Linked DNA regions of Gossypium hirsutum: region 2 is linked to region 1. The links are chromatin contacts, called in public Hi-C maps. All regions are on one chromosome and are shown on one strand. The core of a region is the stretch at or near the end of the contact, and the rest is flanking DNA. Distances in the headings are between cores, read along the strand shown. Region 1 holds the start of LOC107949497 (probable membrane-associated kinase regulator 2). Region 2 holds the start of LOC107950630.

Region 1 (5,855 bases), core at 120-2,619:
AGTAAAGGAAATGAGAATTAAGTTTAATTTATTTGCAGATTTTGGGGGTTTTCATTCGCTATGGGGTTTAGTGGATCCAAATTTTCTTTATTGGATAAGTAATTACTTTTGTAAACAACAATAAAGGTTAATGAACCCAGAACTTATCTCTTGGCCATGACTTCCTTTATACCAAACCAAAAATAATAAAGGTTTATGCTTGTCTTGTAAGGTCTTTTAAATTTTGAATTTGGTGTAAGAATTTTAAGAACAGGTTTCGAATTTTAAGAACAGATTTCTTTAATACAGTAAACAATGGAGAAGAAGAAACAGAGGTGATGATGATGGTTTTAAAATAATTTTAATAATTTTAAAAACAAGTTTCAAAAACCCAGAAAATGATTAAGGAGGCTTTTGAAGGGGAACGGGGATGATGATGAGGAACAATGAAGATGATGATGATGATTTTAAAATCATTTTAATAATTTTTAAAAATAATTTTAAAATCATTTGTTGATATAAGACAAAATAGTGCAACTTTTAATTATATTTGAACCACCACATCAATGATAAATGTTGAACATTAGTCAACTAGCGGCCACGTCAGTATGTCCGTTAAAAATAGACTAATTTGACAAAAAAAAAAAAGCATTAGGGGCCAAAGTGATCCAAAAAAAATAAAAGGCAAAAGTGACCAAACAACCAAATATTATGAGCTATTTTTTGTATTATGCCTTTATTTTAATATACAAAATTTATTATCTCCATCAATTATATATTTATACTTGTATACTTACTATTATTTAAGCTCTTAATTGAGTTGGGATCATAAGTCAACTAGGCACCAACCCATTTAGGAAATTATGGGAATATCTTGTAATTAAAATAAGTTACATAACTTGAAGATATTTTAGTCTTTTCATTTTAACAAAAATCAATAAAAATATGCATATTGTGAGATTTAAATCCACACTAATCAAATTAGTAAAACATTAAATTTACTACACAATCAAAGCTTTATTTTAATATGTTTTATACATTTTTTGTAATATGTATAAATTATTATCTACATCAGTTATATATCTATACTTCTATAGTATTATTTAAGCTCTTATTAGAAAAATTATGAAAATATCTTTCAATAATTAAATAATTTATATTATTTGAGGGTATTTTAATCTTTTTATTTTAATAAAAACTAATAAAAATATACATATAATTAAATTTAAATCCACATAAAAACCTTAAATTTACCACTCTTGTTTTTATTATGATTAATTAATTAAATTATTTATTGTGTTATAATTAAGTTGTAGATTCATCACCCTTGATTTTCACTTGTATTATATTTATATATTAGCACAAATTTTAATTAAGCTTATAAAAGAAGATTAAACTTCCTTCCTTCTTGCCTGCGAGAAAAGGTTACCCCCTTCTATGTTCAGTCTGCTGCACTTCCCATTACCCCTAAACCCTCCCACTTTCTCTCACTCCTTTTTTTCACTTTACTTTTTCTATTTCAAAAATCCCATTCAAATTTTATCTTCTTTTTCTCTATACTGGCTCTCCCAACTATGGAAGCTTTTAGCTTGCTTAAGTATTGGCGAGGCGGCGGCAGCGACGGTACCAATGCTTGTGTTAACACACGTTCCTCCGCCAGTTCTGGTTGCACAACGACCACGATTGTCACGGCGGCCACTACTCATCTGGCAGTGGATACTGACGACGACGACGATGGACCTTTCTTTGACTTAGAATTTTCAGTTCCTGATGAGGATGAATCTGAGGACAACGAAGAAGATAATGTTGAAGATGATGAAAGTGAGGTTGATACCAAACCTGACGGTGGTTGCTCCGATGGTGAAAGTGAAACCGAGTTCGACTTTGCAGTACCCGTTGAGTCGAACTCTTCTTTGGAGTCAAAGCCTCAACAATGCACTGTCTCATTGTTGAAATCAGCTGCTAAGGTTCGTGTTTTTTTGTTGAAGTTGAAGAAGACGAAGCTTAACTCAAATGAAAAAACAGAGCCGCCAAAAAAGCAAGTAGGAAACGACAGTACTAACAAGAAGTACAACAAGAACAGGTTTTTTACAGTGAAGTTCAAGGTTGAAGAGGTTCCTATAATGTCTCTGTTCTCCAAAGACAACGGTAAGTCTCAAAAACAGCAAAGCTCCGACGGTTCTGTTTCCGATGAAAAGAGATTCTCCAAAGATGTAATGCAACGATACTTAAAGAAAGTCAAGCCACTTTATGTTAAGGTTTCGAGAAGGTACGGTGAGAAATTAAAGTTTTCAGGGCAGTTAAACCCACCGTCTACGGTGGCTAAAGAACCAGTTGGAGAGAATGAGGTGCACTTGAAGAGCAGCAAGCGTGTGAATGTTCCAGCGGGACTTAGAGTGGTTTGTAAGCATTTGGGAAGTAATAGATCAGCTTCCTCCGCCGTAGCGGCTGCTCCTCCTCCGTCGTCGGTGGTTTCGTCCAAGAGGAGAGATGATTCTCAGTTGCAGCAAGAGGACGGCGTTCAAAGCGCCATCTTGCATTGCAAAAGATCTTTCAATCGTTCTCCAGGTACTTCATTTAAAAGCTCATTACTTGTTACTTCAAAAAAAAAAAATCAGCCTTTTTTGTTTTACCATCTCTGTTACTGAACCATTATTTTTGTTTATTGTAGATTCTTCCATGTCGTCAAGCTCTAATGAAAAATCGGAGTAATTTGAAGCATGAAATGGTGGAAAAAATTCCCGTGTGTGTAAAGTAAAGGCAAGCTAGTTTAGGTTCTTTTGCAATTCTCTCACTATTTTGTAGCTGAAGGGTTCCTGTTTCTGGGAAAGTGAGAAGAATCAGATCCTTTGTATCCATCTTTGAAAAGGAAAAAAAAGGATGTTATGCAAATGCAGGCTCCATTATTATCACCAAATTTAATTTCGGATAATGTTGTAATTCATGGTCAAAAAAATAGAAAAGTGGGGAACCAAAGCAGGGAAAAAGGAACAGACAGCAAGCAAATTCCCACAATTGTAAATGTTAATTATGACGACCATGCAATTTATAATGTCAATCTTGGTTTATGAAATTATTCTTATAAATAATACAATTACTGTAGCCCAAGGAGTGTGCCCTGATGACTTATAACGCCATACCTACGACTTATGTGAAATGGGCCTATGTACTAAAAATTTATTCCCCATGTTTGCTCAATTCTATATCAACTGACTTAGTTTATTTTAGTCTTTCTATAAATTTTCTTTTTTAATTGATACATTATATTTTATTAAATATTATTGGTAATTTAAATAAAATATATTATAATCCGACTCAATTCATAAAAAATCCAATCAGCTTAAAGAAAATTCATGTATTTTTTTAACTATTACGTGGTTGAAAGAGTTCAAAAATATATTAGTTTTTTTTTACGGTTAGTTTTTCATGAGTTTGAACTATGGGTAAATTAATTGAGTATGATATATTTTATTTAAATTATCAATAATTTTAGTAGAGGAATTAAAATAAACTTTAACTCCTGGTAGACTTTGATTGAACCGCAAGTGGACGAAATAATCAACTTGCTTTTTGTATTTAAATTTGATACCTCATTCTTCAACGTGGTATTCCCAATTGGTGTGCGTGGAATCAGTTTACCTCAAGCTGCAACGATATTTCGTCAACTAGTTTACCTCAAGCCGTTACGAAAAATGACGGGGCACCAAATGACGAACACATGGCATTATTATCATTTTAAAATTTCTCTCAATTTCCATTTTATTCTTCATATAACATTAAAAAACATTTGTTTCCGTTGTATTTTCCATTGTCGCCCAACCTTCCCTCCATCCCCACCTTCCTCATCAGTATTGTTTCATTTCCCCCCTTTCGTTTTTCTTTCCTTTTGTTTCTCCTAAAGCTTTAGAGGCTAGAATTCTCCTTGGTGATCCATGGTGCTGCTTTTGGTGGTTCGTTCCTTACCTTTTCTTGTTGGCAGAATCGAAGCGGCGGTAACGGCGAATGCCATCTTTGATTTCTTGTTGGGCATGTCAGCGGTGGTTGAATTTCTCGGCGTTGTTCTAGCAGGAGAATCAAATCTCGGTCGGCGGTTGGTGGCCGGGCTCGATAGTGTTAGAATAAGGTTTCGGAGATGGTGGCAAGAAAATTGGGAATGAGATGGGCAATTTCAGCGCCATCACTTTTAGCTTTCAGTGAAGAAAGCAAAAGCTGGAACTAAGCACCAAGAAGAAAAAAACTTTTTATCAATGTCCTTTGGTTGTGCTTTAGTTATATTATTTTTATTTTAGGGAAAAATAAAATAAGTCGGCCTGGGTCTGTTTATAATAGTTTGATTATGGTATGTGGTTTGTAATTAAGGAGTTCTGGTGATGATTAACGAACAACTTAGTGGATGAAGCTTTGATTGCTTGAGCATGGAGATTTTGCTTAGGTGTTCTTCCCTACTACACAAAAGGTCATATCTTTTGCAAGTATTTCCTTTGTCGCCGGAAAATAACCTCACCGGAATTTGGAAATGGCTGCTGGGCTTTGAGATTTCTTATCAGGATATGAAAAATTATGAATTTTCCGATAAAAACTAGAGTTTTCCGCTCACCGGATTTCGAAGAACATAGAAAATGAAACAAAGGAAAAATGAAATAAAGGAAATTTAAAAAAAATAAAATATAATGCCACATGTCAATTACGAATTGATCATTTAGAGCCACCTCATTTTCCGTACCGGCTTGGCTTGGGTTAAACTAGTGGACGGAACTATTTCATATGTACCAAATCGGGAAAAAAAAGATATATCATATTGAGGAATGAGGTGTTGTTGAAATATCAAGCTGCATATTAATCTTATATTTTTTATACAATTCTTACTATTATCAATAACTTTTTAAAATTTTAAATTGGAGGATAATATGCGCTTAAACGTTAGAACTAAGATAGTCAGTATTGCATCGATGAGCATACTATTTTTGTCTCGGTACAAGTACAAACAGGTATTGGTGTATTTTAATATATCATTTTTGGTTTATGGATGTTTTTATTTTTACACAAACATTTATTTATTTGGCTTAGTATTTGGTACAGTTTGTCGTAAATACAAAAGTACTGAACGTGCTTTTTAAAAAAATTTAGGTTCGAAATTTTTGAAAGATTTCTTTACAAAAACGAAAAAAACATATTTTTTCTTTGATCTTCTCAATAGGGTGTTTTTTTTTTTGCTTTGCGAAAGTTTTATCTGAGAAGAATTTAGTATTTGGATATTATTTATATCAAGGCTCAGGTTAATCATTCAAGATTGGTTATGAAATTAAGGGTCTGTTTGATTAAAGGAATTGATTTTCCGGAAAATCATTTCCAACTTTTCCAGCGTTTGATTGGCGGAAAACATTTTCCATTTGGAAAATGAACTCCAAAACAAGAGAAAATGGGTTACATTATAGGGAAAATGTCTTACCCTTTCAATTTCCGTAAGACATTTTCCGTGCTCTCCTCTCTATCGCCTCCTTCATTTCCGGTAGAAAATTGCTTCTATTTATCGATTTTCCAGTAACTTGTTTTTTTAATTATTCAATACTTGTTTTTTTAACACAATTATAAATAATTTATTTGATATTAATTTTTTTCAATTTATAACGATTAATATTGTGGCTTAATAATTGAGTATTATTATAAATAAATCATTGCAATATATGTAAAAATAATTTAAAATATAAAAATTTATTAATATATATCAATATATGTAAAAACAATTTTTTCGAAAAATATTTCCAAGAAATCTGCCAAACAGCCGAAAATATTTTACACAGATTCAATCAAACACCAGAAAATATTTTCCAGTAAATCATTTTACAGAAAAGTAAAACATTTTCCTGAAATCATTT
Region 2 (6,216 bases), core at 1,986-4,485, 140 kb before region 1:
TTTTGTCCGTGTACAATTTGACCTCATAATCAATAACAATGGCATCTTTCTTTTTGAAAGGCAGGCCAAGCTTCATATTAGCCTCCATTAATTCATTAATTTATTTGATAAAAAAACTCTTATTCAAGATTTCCAATAGACATAATTATATTCATCCAAAAGTGGCAAATGTACAATTGAATTGTCTTTCTTTGTAGACTCCATTGTTGACTACTAAACATATGATTTCACCAATTATGTTAGGTGGGAGACCCTAATACCAATTGTAATTGTCTAACTAGGTTATGGTATAAGATGTGACCACAAACTTTGGCACAAGTACTAACACAACAATACAAACAAAGCAACCTAATCCACTCTAACCCTTGGATAATTACGAGTTCACTCTAGTACATTTAGTAAGAACTCTCCCCAACTCTCCTACTAAAGGATGTTAACTAATCACTCAAAATTGAATAAACAATAAAATGCCCTCAATAAAAGTTCTTTAATTATGGACATATAAACTCTCTGTAAGTGTTATGAGGCTAGAACTTTAGTCTCACAATCCGTGCTACCTTAGATGATTTCTTAGATTCAAATCCTCCTAAGTCAGCCTAACTCTCGCAACATGAGAATTCTCCGTAGAAATTCTGTAAGGCACTGAAAATAAAGTAGAAGCAACTCAAAATGGAAGAACAAAAAATGTTATAATAAAGCGATGCACAATGTGTTTTAGTAAATGTTCTCAATAGTATTCAACTACTATGGAGGATTATAATTGAGTGATTACAAACGAGGGGAAGACCTCTATCTATAGTTGAACTCCCCAAAATCAACCGTACAAGATTGAAGCCTATCTACAATTAAGATTCTTAAAGGATTAATTCAATTCTTTAAGATTACAAAATCAAATCTTCTCAGATTACATATCTTCTAAGATTACTTTCTATATTTATCAAAGTAACCATAATTTTCCTTAAGTCTTTCACTAGGCCACCAAAACCTCAAGTAAATAGGTTTCTTCATATGTTTCACAAATTGAGTTAGTTCAAGTGGGTCCAATGAGCCTCATTTTATCAATTGAGCTTTATAGAACACTCTGTACGCATTCGTCACGACTTTGATCTGCGATTTACAACCCACAAATTGCATGTATATACACTTCAATTAATCTCAAAATTATCTCCATGTAAAATGAGATAAATTCTTTTAATTTCAAAAACTTTATCTTGTAGTTTTAGTTCCAAGCCTTTTCAAATAAATTATGTTCAAATCTTTAATATCTCTAAGGTTTATCTCCAACTTTAGGTCTCATACTTGAACTAGGACTTTTTCAAAACTAGTTGCCAAATTACCTTATGATATAAAAATAAGAATCGTTCAAGTCATATTTAGCATCAAGCTCTTTCATTTTGGAATTTTCTAAGTGTGTGATCAAGTAGATAAATATTTCACTGTATATTACAAGTTTTTGTTTTTTATAAGATAAATATATGAATAAGAATAAATACAAGGCATAATGATTTATTTTGCTCTCTAACTTTATAAAAAAATTATTTTAGTACTCATTTAAAATTTTTTATCTTTTTTAACCTTTAAACTTGTATTTTTTTGTTCAAATCACCTAAAAATAAATAAAAAAATTAAATAAATGATTTATGATTTATAATATCAACAAGTTGTATATTAAGAAATTGAGATAAAAATGATAATTTAAGAGGTAAAAAAAAGCAATTAGTGAATATCAAAATTAAAAGTGGTAATAGAAATGAAAGGTGGTTTAAAGGAGAAAAGGGTGGTGGTGAAGTAAAAGCGGGCGGCAATAGATCAGATCCTATGGATTTGGAGGTCCAGGTTTCATGGTTAAGAAAAGACGTCAGAACACTGAACCAAGCTGCAACTTGCAATCACACATATGTACACGGCAGATATAAAATTATGTTGATGAACCTCGTCAGTCGTCAGACACATTGTGATTGGTACAAATGGTGGTGCTCTTGTCTACTTCTCACGTGCCTTTCACAGCTGTTTGATTGTAATGTAGTTAAAGCAGCTGCTTTGAAGTTCGAAGCACCAAATTCAGCACATCCTTTTTAGGTTGCCCAGTATGGTTGTTACAGATACAATGCCCCCATTTGATTCTGTCCCCCTTCGCCCATACCTCCATCACATCGCTGCCCTCATTTAATATTTTTTAAGGAAAATTTCATATATATATATGCTATTAATATTTAATTCTGGATTTCAACCCATGATATATACCATATTTAAAGAGTCGATGATCGGGATGAATAGTTATTGAATTTTTGTTCCTTTTTATAAAATAAGTGATATATTTTTATAAGGTTTTAATTTATGTTTAATATAAAAAAAATCGCACCTGTTGTAATTTGTACTTAATTTTCATCTAATTTACTTTAACATTCCATATTTATTAGATTATTGATTTTTTTAACCTTAAAAGTAGACTTACTGTAATATAAAAAATTAATTAAAAATTAATTAAAAAACTAATAGAAATAATTTATTATAAATCCTATACAATTGGATAAAATACCTAGTAAATGGTATGAAAAATTATCTGTCGTTATCTTGAAATTTGATAATCTGCTGACAGCAATATGGTACCACCCAATATCTTGATCCGGAAGGCGGAACTTGCTTTTAAATGGGTACTGACAGAACCGGACGCGTGTAGGAACCGGACAGGATCCAAAGCTGACCACACTTGGGCGACCGTTTCATTTCATGCACAACTCCCTTCGCAGTTTTGCGCCAAGTATTCCCACAAATTATAAACAAACTGTCCAACCGATTCATAAACCGTCAAATTACTGCCACCTATGCTAACCTCTTACTATTCCTCACTACCTAGCCGCTTTCATATTTTTAGATTTTAATCCTTTACTACTCTATCTAATAATCCATGCTAATGGTATCACCCACCACCCACTAATTTAATAATGAATTTGTTAAAATATATTCTTATATATAAAATATGTTCAATTTATTTATAAAATTACTAAAATTTAATAGATTATTTTTATACGATTATTCAATAAAAATTTATTAAATTTTAAATTAGAATGATGTACATTTAAATTTAATGAAAGTTTATTGTGAGAGGTATCTGATTTGAATTATAAATAGAGGGATAATATTTTAAAATTCTTAAGATTACAAGGACTGGGGCATAAATTAAATCTATTCATCTCTCCCCGTTGATTTCCTCTTTAAAAACTTCAAAAAACGAACGAACTGATAGAGACTCCATAAATAGCGGGAACCGACTCTACTGCTCTTCATCCGCCGCCATCCGCTGCTCTTTCCCCTTACCGGCGACGCCTCGCTGTCAAAGCATCCGCTTCTTTCGTTTCGTTGTTGAATCAGCCACGAAAACAGTTGCAGATCAAAACAATTTTCATTTTAATTATAAAAAATTAAAAAAAATTGTAGGCAAAGCAAATGGAACAAAAAGGCTTACTGTTATCGGCGTTGGGTGTGGGTGTTGGGGTAGGGGTAGGGCTAGGTTTGGCTTCGGGTCAGAACAAATGGACCAGAAGCGGTTCCAATTCATCAACCGGCATCACTTTGGAGAGGATAGAGAAAGAATTACTTCGCCAAATCGTTGATGGCAGAGAAAGCCAAGTCACCTTCGATGAGTTCCCTTACTACCTCAGGTAAATTCCCAATTTTTTGAGCTCTATTGGCTGGAAAACAAGAGATTTTTGAATCACCTATATGAATATTTTTAACTTGCTTATACAATTTTTTTTAATTGTTGGAATGATGTTTAATTTTATGTGGCAGTGAACAAACTCAAGCATTGCTAACCAGTGCTGCCTATGTCCATTTGAAACATGCTGATGTTTCCAAGTACACAAGGAACCTTTCTCCTGCTAGTCAAGCTATATTACTATCGGGACCTGCAGGTTGATTGCCCGAAATCACAGGCGGCTATACTTGACATGTTTTTTTGGTGTTCATGGGGCTGTCTCTATAAGGCTGCTACTGACTGTGTCTGTGTTATTTCTTCTTTTTTTTCCTTGGTAGAACTTTACCAACAAATGCTTGCCAAAGCTTTAGCCCATTTCTTTGAATCCAAGTTGCTGCTCTTGGATGTAACTGATTTTTCCTTAAAAGTGAGTATGTTACTCATTTTCTTCTTCCTTCACCATTAAGCTTCAAGTTTTAACATCTGACATTTAAGTGATTTACTTTTGTTACAGATTCAAAGTAAATATGGAAGTGGCCAAGAATCTGTAAGATTCTCTCTTTTTTTTGTTTAGGATGACACATCGAAATAGTTCAGTTCAACCCTGCTTTAGAGCTTTCCCTAACCGTTGATTCTCTCATGCAGTCTTTCAAAAGATCCACTTCGGAGTCGACACTCGAGCGATTGTCAGGCTTATTTGGTTCATTTTCACTCCTTTCTCAGGAAGAGCCCAAAGGTATGGCAGGAAATGTTCTGGTTTCCATGGTATTGTGTACAGTGTTTGTGTGTATATCTCTGTGACCATGAACCATAAGTTATATTACAGGTACGTTGAGGCGGCAGAGCAGCGGTGTGGATATTGGGTCAAGGTATTGCGACATATATTCTCGATTTATCTTTTGAGAAATTTCATATCCAGGAGTATTCTGTTTATTCAATCTTTCTGGTTGTTGTAATTGCAGGGGAACAGAAGGTCCTCCTAAGCTACGTCGATATGCATCTGTATCAGAGAATATCAATAGCCTTGCTTCTCAATGCAGTCCAGGAAATCCAGGTACAATTGAAGTTCTTTTAATGATGATCTAGTCCTTTTATGGTTAGGAATAGAAATTCTCGGCAAAGCTATCGGAAGTTTAACCCCCAAGTGCAAGATCAACACTGTAAGCCACTAATTTTTATTTCACAACCAATAAATATCTCTTTCTTCTATACCCCATTAGAAGTAGCTAACAAACAGTGCTGTCATCTGTATGAGAAAACAGTAAAAGAAAATTCTAGTGGACTGTAACGGGGTTCTTCTCAAGTGATCTGAGGCTTCGTAGAGCTGAAACTATTAAAAATGCGAGTTGTTGCGGTTGAAGAGCTTCGGAATCGTCTTACAATCCTTAATGAATAATATAGAAATCTTAAGTTGAAGCTGGAAGATGTTAAACAACTCCGCTTTGACCTTTCTTCAATCAATTATGTAAAATTTTCCAGGTTCGTATAACCGATCTAATCTTTTTTCCTCCTTTTTGTAGCTCCTCTGAGGCGAACAAGCAGTTTGTCTTTTGATGAGAAGCTTCTTATACAGGCTCTTTACAAGGTATTGCCATTTGGGAATGCATGCTAGTTGCAACAATGAACAATCTTATTTATGTATGTATGAAATCATCTCTTGTTTAAATGCAGGTGTTGATATATGTATCAAAAGCCAGTCCCATTGTGCTTTATCTTAGGGACGTCGACAAGCTCTTGTCTAGATCACAAAGGATTTATAATTTGTTCCAAAAGATGTTAAAGAAACTTTCCGGGAACGTTTTGATCCTCGGGTCACGCGTTGACCTGAATAATGATGACAGGGAATTTGACGATAGGCTATCAGCCATTTTCCCTTACAACATTGAGATCAGGCCCCCAGCAGATGAAAAACATCTTGTAAGCTGGAAATCTCAGCTAGAAAAGGACATGAAGATGATCCAAGCTCAGGATAATAGAAATCACATCATGGAGGTGCTCTCGGCGAACGATCTCGACTGCGATGATCTAGATTCGATCTGCATTGCAGATACAATGGCCCTCAGTAGATACATAGAGGAGGTGGTCGTATCCGCCATTTCTTATCATTTGATGAATAATAAGGACCCCGAATACAGAAATGGGAAACTCGTGATATCATCAAAGAGGTCAGATTAGTTTCTCATGCTCAGTTTTTGTTACCATTAACGTTGCATTTTTTGATTTGGTCATTTTGATGCAGTTTGTCGCATGGATTGAGTATATTCCAGGAAGGGAAGTCCACTGGTAAAGAGACACTAAAACGGGAAGCACAATCCGAAACATTGAAGGTGTTTATACTTAGCTACCTGCCTTTTACATTATCTAAAGGAGGAATTAAATGGTAGGTTACTAAGCTTACCTGCCCATATTGGTCTCTGTGTAACTGTAGGAAGCAGGAGCTGGTTCAGTAGGCGTGAAGCCGGAATCAAAATCCGGCAGCAAAAATCCTGAAAAGAAGAGTGAAACAACCCTTCCGGCAA

Evidence for each region. A called contact is a pair of places that touch in the nucleus more often than the background predicts.
Region 2: a Hi-C map of leaf shows a contact between it and region 1, with 3 times the contacts expected there. The contact joins the promoter of LOC107950630 here to the promoter of LOC107949497 in region 1. A contact is called at or near these places in 11 of 34 Hi-C or Micro-C datasets (anther, callus, hypocotyl and 3 more).

What each region holds. Positions count from the first base shown.
Region 1 is chrD03:32,173,264-32,179,118 of Gossypium_hirsutum_v2.1, reverse strand. LOC107949497 (probable membrane-associated kinase regulator 2) reads left to right here and starts at 1,369. Exons shown (of 2, transcript XM_016884157.2): 1 at 1,369-2,547; 2 at 2,651-3,081. The coding sequence starts at 1,554. The coding sequence ends at 2,691.
Region 2 is chrD03:32,310,807-32,317,022 of Gossypium_hirsutum_v2.1, reverse strand. LOC107950630 reads left to right here and starts at 3,235. Exons shown (of 16, transcript XM_016885512.2): 1 at 3,235-3,662; 2 at 3,793-3,914; 3 at 4,036-4,124; 4 at 4,212-4,244; 5 at 4,343-4,433; 6 at 4,524-4,566; 7 at 4,660-4,751; 8 at 5,218-5,282; 9 at 5,369-5,862; 10 at 5,937-6,024; 11 at 6,126-6,216. The coding sequence starts at 3,448.